Regions from separate parts of the Mus musculus genome. Here region 2 is linked to region 1. The links are chromatin contacts, called in public HiChIP or PLAC-seq maps. All regions are on one chromosome and are shown on one strand. The core of a region is the stretch at or near the end of the contact, and the rest is flanking DNA. Distances in the headings are between cores, read along the strand shown. Region 1 overlaps Il2ra (interleukin 2 receptor, alpha chain). Region 2 holds the start of Il15ra (interleukin 15 receptor, alpha chain).

Region 1 (3,230 bases), core at 240-2,739:
GAGAACTCAGGGTTTTCCACAATTCACAGAAAGGGCGCAGAAAGATCAGTTTCTTTTTTATGAGTCTATCACTCTCAGAGCATTTGATCATGTTAAACAATATTCATCATGTTCTACTGAATCGTCTTTCACATACCCAAACACACACACACACACACACACACACACACACACACACACACACTTTCTGTAAGGCCCAACCATTGATTTGGTCTGGAGACAACCCTGACCTTGGCTTTCTTATCTGATCTGATGAGGAAGAGGATGGCTCTCAGGCAAAAGCCAGACTGTTCATCAGGTGACTCACACTCTTTTTTCTTTTTTCTTTTTTCTTTTTTTTTTCGAGACAGGGTTTCTCTGTGTAGCCCTGGCTGTCCTGGAACTCACTTTGTAGACCAGGCTGGCCTCGAACTCAGAAATCCGACTGCCTCTGCCTCCCGAGTGCTGGGATTAAAGGCGTGGGCCACCACGCCCGGCGACTCACACTCTTGTTACACTCATGAGTCCCTTATATAGTTCAGTCAATACCTGTCCCGCAGACACCATGCTTGGTGAGTGTTTTCTAACCTCCCTTCTCACTCCCAGTATATGGAAAAGCAGGAGGCAGCAGGGAGAAGAAGCCCTTACTCAGCGTTGGCTGAGCTACAGACAAAACATTTCCTTAACGACTCCTTTCTCAAACTCTGTCCACTTTCTTAGGGAGCCCTCCTTTGGAGTCATTTACCTAGGGCACAGGAGTCCCTATCGTTCTCATCTTAAATATCATAGATAAACCAACGCTACTGTCTCCCAGCCTACCTTTCCTCGGGCTACCGACTAGATCCCGAGTAAAAATACAAAGCACTCTGAAGGCACGTTCCAAAGCACGAAGGGTCTGCTCAGTGTGCGCTGGAAGACAAGAGTAGCTGGGCAGGGAGTACAGACAGAAAGTAGGGTGCAGCAGCCAGAAGTTCCCCCTCAACCTTAACTATCTGCTGTGTGACAGTCGACAGAAAGCATCAGCACCGCTAGAGGGCTCACTTCTCCAGCCCAGTCTGTCTCTTCAGGAGGTTTGAATGCCTGCCACTGGGAGCTCTCTGGTCGTCCTCCATTTAGGGGCGCTGTCTTATTGATAAAAGAACCACTTGCCTCCCGAGAACGCTTCAACTGTCAATATTGCTGTTTAATTCAAGGGGCACAGAAGAATTCAAGGCACAATTAATTCTAGTTTCATTTTGTTTCTAAAAATAAAACTGTTAAAAAAAATCAAGGGGAAGCTTTTCTATCTGAGGAGTGGAGGCGAAGCCATAAAACCATGTAAGGAGGATGGCAGTTAGGGTAAGAAGTACGGAGCCATGTCTGTGCTCCTTGATCTTGTTACTACATATAGAGGTCTCTTCCTGGGAGCAGAAGGGTTTGGCGAGAAAAGCACAAATGACCTCATCCCACAGCAAGGCTCTACCCCTAAAGGTTCTGCGATCATCCCAAACAGCGCCCCATGCTGGGGACCAAGTGTTCAAACATAGGTGCCTATGGACTGACATCCACATTCAAACCACAACAAGCACCTTTCCCTACCTGCCCTGTGCTGCAGCCCACAGGGAGGAGGCTTTGTAATTCCCAGAGTATTCGCTGAAGGAGTCACAAGTTCCCAGAACGTCTTGTATTCCATTTTTCCTGGAGACACTAGATCCCCAGATAATTGCTGCATTATGGTCTTATTTCAGGGAGAGTGACTGGGGAGAGATTTGGCAAGCATGGGACTACCCCTCATACAAGATGGGCAACATACTCCATCCTGGAAGAGTTTGGCGTTAACTTTCCCAGTGTAGGTCTCTGGTCTGAACCCTTGTATTGGGTTGATTAACAACTGCTGGCCGCTTCTTTGGCCCTGTGCCTACATGAAAGGCAAAACCACATCCAAGTACCTCGGAGTCTGAGATAGGAGTCTCCCAGGAGCCCCATATCCCAAGAATTAAGGTGGAAAAAGGCTGGGAGGTGAATTTGGGAGAAGTGGTTTGGGAGTATTCAGGAGGTAAAAGTAGAGAGGGAAGACGCCAGTCACCTGAAGTCATTTTAGACAATAAATTAGGATTCCTTTTTTAAGTTGTGTACATGGAATTCTCCTTCATGACCTCCCAGAGAAGCTTGTAAACAAATTATTTTTACTCATTTTTGGCTGTTGCGCTGATGTTTCTTTTATGACACCAGAGCAACAAGAGCTAAGAATATCCCCAATTTACTCTTAAGGGATTAAAAAGAATAAAATCTCTAGGGCTGCCTTTCCCATGGGCTCTTCTGCCTTGGAGTCTTTGAATAAGTTTTGGAACACATTTGGCAAGGCCTTTCAGGGAGAGAGAATCATAAGCAATTCTGAGAAAGGTTCTTTTAGAAATGGAAAATCTGTGAGAGTACAAAATTCTACAACTGTCTCCGTGACCCCACATGACCTCCTTGGACACTGGACTAGTTCCGGATGACTGTGGAAATTTCCATGGCAAAGCCTTGTCTAGAAAAACATCACCGAACTCTGAGGAATGCTTAGGGGTGCAATGTCATCCCAAAGAAAACTTATCTGACCTTTCTTAAAGTTATGCATGTGAAAGGTTTCTTAGCTTGTGGTTTGGTACCAGATTCCAAATATGATCAAGATGAATCCCTGACTATTTGCACTGACGAGTAGTTACTCAAGAATTGCTAAATTAATTGGTTTTGTTTCAGTGAAATTAGCTATAGAGGAGTTATTCTTAAAAGGTTTTATTTATTATTTTAATGTATTTAATGTGCGTATCTGTGCCTGTGTGAGTGCATGCACACTTGTGTGCATAGAAGCACATGCCTGAGTGTTATTAATGTCCATAAGATATTCCGGTGTGCCATTCTGCCTATTCCTTTGAGGCAGAGTCTCTCCCTGAACCTGAGGCTCAGACTCTCTCAGCTAGTCTGGAAGCTAGACTATTCGAGCTGTCTTCCTGTTCCTGTCTGCACTTCCCCTCCGGGCTAGTGTTCCAGGCTTTTGCAGGAAGCCCCCATCTTCTGCAGGGGCCCTGGAATCCAAAATCTGGTCCTTGTGATTGTGGGGCCAAGAGCAACAGCGGATCTGTCTTTCCAGACCCCAAACATGCAGGCTTTATTTTACTAATCACTATTGTGGGGGTGGTCATTGGGGTGTGTGTGTGTGTGATGTAAGAAAGACCTTATAGGGAAGCTATATGAATAGGTCTGATGCAACTTGATGAGTTTTGACAACT
Region 2 (3,247 bases), core at 80-2,579, 41 kb after region 1:
TCTCTCTCTCTCTCCATCCAGTACTCTTAACCGCTGAGCTATCTCTCCAGGTTTTTCATTGACTATAAGAGACTGGAATATGTGGTTTCTGATCCTCTCTCTGAATTTTTATTGTGTGTATTTCATATTTATTGTGCCAATCTTAAGACTCTTTAGGGAAGAGGGTCAAGTATAGAGCTCACTGTTGTCCACCATGCCTAGGGGATGGGTGACTTCAATCACACGTCATTCCATTCTTTCCAAACAGAATCAGCATGCGTTCTCTCAGTAGCTTCATTATGGTGCCAGATTGTATTTAGGGACCTATAGACTGAAAGGCAGGCGTGTCTGTCTTCTTACGCCACATCTACATATTTAAGGGCGTTTCTGACTGAGCACTCATGTCCGTCTGTCCCCCCACCCCTTCCCCAGATCTGGTCCTCCACAGTATGGGACTTAAAATTCCAGTAAAGTTTTTTTTGTTTGTTTGTTTTTTGTTTTTAATTAATCCACACACTTAGAAGGGGATGTCTTTCTTAGACTCTGAAGAGTTGTGTATTGACTAAAGAAATTATATGTGAGGTACAAAGATGAATAATGTACCTTCCTTCTTTCTTCCTCCTCCTCTTCCTTTCCTCTTCTTCTCTCCCCTCCCCCTCTCCTCCCTCCTCTTTCTCCTCTTCTCCTTTTCCTTCTCTATATCTTTTTCTCTCCCCCTCTTCCTCTTCCCTGTCTTTCCTCCTTTTTCTATTCTTTCCCCTCCCTCTCCTCTTCACCCCTTCTTCCATTTCAAACACTTGGCACTTTCTTGAGTTGGAAAGGTACAGCCGGAAGAAGGCAAAGTGTCCAAGGCCTGGCCACTGCCAGCACCACTGCAGGCAGGCAGCCAGGAGCAGCTGTGTGGAAGCCAGGAGCAGCTTGGAGCCCGAGTGCACCAGGAAAGTGACCCGGGTGTAGAATCGTCCGCCCAGAACTTCCCGTTGGCTGCACTGGGGCGACACCTATGCAGTCGCCCAAGGACACAGAGCACGGACAGTCAAGCTCAGGGCTACTTAGAGGGAAACTCTGAAAGTTGAAATCTGAAGGTCAGCAGCCAGGACAGATGACAAGTGAACAAGGCTGAAGTCAGGTGTGGGCGCAGAGTGGATTCAAAGGAGTTTGCCTCTGCAGGGAAGACAGCATTAAGGAATGAAAAGGGAGATCGCCGGCTTCTACGGGTGAGGGCCCCCGCGCGCGCTTCGGGGGACAGGAGCAGCCCAACTGGGGAGGGGGCGTCACTGCAGGCTGCCGGGGCTTCTTCCAAAGCAGGGGTGGGGATGCTGAGTCACAGATCTGTCACCACTTCGCACCTCTCTGCAATCCGGGGGCTAAAGCAAAAGCGAAAGCGAATACTCCTTAGCAGCGGTCTGGTCCTGGAGCTGAGCTCGCCACCTCCCAGGGACCCCAGCCTTGCGTCCCGTTGGGTCACTGCTGGGGACAATTGGCCATGGCCTCGCCGCAGCTCCGGGGCTATGGAGTCCAGGCCATTCCTGTGTTGCTGCTGCTGCTGTTGCTACTGTTGCTCCCGCTGAGGGTGACGCCGGGTAGGGAGCATCATGCGCCGGAACAGGGGAGCAGAGGGGGACCCCAACGCCCAGCTGAACTTGATTCGTGTGTGTGTGTGTGTGTGGGGGTCACATCTTCTGGGAACTGAGCCAGGAGTCCAGCTGAGAGGATCGCAGTGGGTCTGGGGGTGATGGAGGGAGCTGGGTGGGGGTGGGGGGACACGTGGAGGGAGCCTGGGAGAGCGCAGATAAGAGAGTGGCCCCTTGCCCTGCTCTAGACTGGCTCCCGGACCATACGTGCAAGGGAGTTGAGCGATCCCACCGGCGTTTCGGCGACTTAGGGAGAGCAGGTCTGACAAGTTCGATAAGACTTAAAGAACTTAGAGAAATGTGTGAGTGTGCCTCTGCCAGCCCACCTGGCGCAGCTGTGGGGTGTCGCGCCTGTGGGGTTCCAGGAGGGGCTTGAGGAAAAACCACCCTTCATGACTTTCAGGTCAAAGTAAATTAGATGGAAGGCACTGGGCAAAGTACTGCGCTCCGCGGGAGGAAAAACAAAACAAAACAAACAAACAAACAAACAAAAACCACGTGTGGAGCAGGCAGGTTGCGCATCTGAACGCTACAAAACAGGTCCAGGTTCTCAAGCGCACTGGCAACTTGGGGCCCGGACGATTGGAGAGGAGGAGAGACTGTTTTCCCATGGAAGAAGGGGTGTCACATGTTCCAGAATGTGTCGTCTAGATCTAATCTCGGGAAGAATGAATTGAGACTCCTAGTTTTGTTCCAATAGGTCTAGAAGGAAAGAGCGAGAACAGTTGGGTCTAGCAACGTCCGGACCCAGGATGTCGCATCTTTTTATAAACATGAAATTCTTCAGAGTCTGTTAAAAAAATCTACGTACTCCCTGCACAGAAATGTGTGTGAAAGCACATGCTTGCAAATGTGCACAGGATTTGGGGACCGAGGACAATGACGTCATCCATGGACTTTCCTGCAAGTTAGCAATTCCTTAGCCCTGAGTGTGTTTTAAAGCAAGATTTCCCAGTGATGGGCGTCTGACTCAGTCTCCTTGGAACTTGGTCATAGTTATCCCACACAGACTTGAGCCTGGGGTTGGCTCTGTAGGGGTGTTACGGGGCTTCATTTATTCTTGGGTCCCCACCCTCCATCTGTAAAGCTGGAGTGTGTTGGTAAATTCCTCTTAACTGGATAGCAAAGAATGGTCCTGAGATTTCAGAAATAGCCTGCAGATATTCCAAATAGTCTGAAAGTGAATGTGGTTTCAGTCCAGCTCAGCTTAGAGGAAGCACCTCCTTGCCTAAAGTTCGGGCTCCACTGGTGCCATCAACTGGCACCTGAATCTTGGTTTTAAGAACAGCCTTATTGGGTCATAACTGACTCCAGGAAAACTGCAAATATTTAAGTTGTATGTTTCTTTGTGTTTCAGGATGAAAGTTACACTCTTGAAACTATCACCAAACCAAAGCAGGGTTACACCCATAACTAAGAAGTTCCCTGTGTCCTCCAAAATTCTTATCTCCTGCTCAACTCAGCAACAATTTAACTTTTTTTCCTTTGGATTTGTTGCACTTTCTAGTATTTTCTATAAGTGGAGTTATAAAGCACGCTACTCTTTCTTGTGTGGCTTATTTAGCTCAATCATTATTCTTTGTTCATGTTGTAATTGCATCAACAGTGAACTAGCACCCAGTGTAATGGAGTAT

The links. HiChIP or PLAC-seq counts read pairs in DNA pulled down with a chosen protein or histone mark.
Region 2: a contact with region 1 is called in an H3K4me3 HiChIP or PLAC-seq map of the SCID.adh cell line, with 32 read pairs. The contact joins the promoter of Il15ra here to the enhancer-like site in region 1. A contact is called at or near these places in 4 of 39 promoter capture datasets (3T3-L1-derived adipocytes, liver, macrophages and 1 more), 1 of 15 datasets of contacts at CTCF or cohesin (CD8 T cells), 13 of 484 Hi-C or Micro-C datasets (B cells, CD4 T cells, CD8 T cells and 9 more), 7 of 115 datasets of contacts at active chromatin or transcription factors (the 230-238 cell line, CD8 T cells, the SCID.adh cell line and 4 more) and 3 of 9 other capture datasets (adipose tissue, liver and pancreatic islet).

What each region holds. Positions count from the first base shown.
Region 1 is chr2:11,663,137-11,666,366 of GRCm38.p6, forward strand. The region is part of intron 1 of Il2ra (interleukin 2 receptor, alpha chain); the gene reads left to right. Among named protein-coding and RNA genes, the nearest start is that of Il2ra, 22 kb to the left of the region's middle. Within about 2 kb of position 1,490, at least 65 of the 459 cell types and tissues checked have an H3K27ac peak or open chromatin away from gene starts, as enhancers often do. A contact at or near this core is called in B cells, CD8 T cells, the SCID.adh cell line and 6 more, where this site is marked.
Region 2 is chr2:11,704,383-11,707,629 of GRCm38.p6, forward strand. Il15ra (interleukin 15 receptor, alpha chain) reads left to right here and starts at 1,330. Exons shown (of 7, transcript NM_008358.2): 1 at 1,330-1,562. The coding sequence starts at 1,466.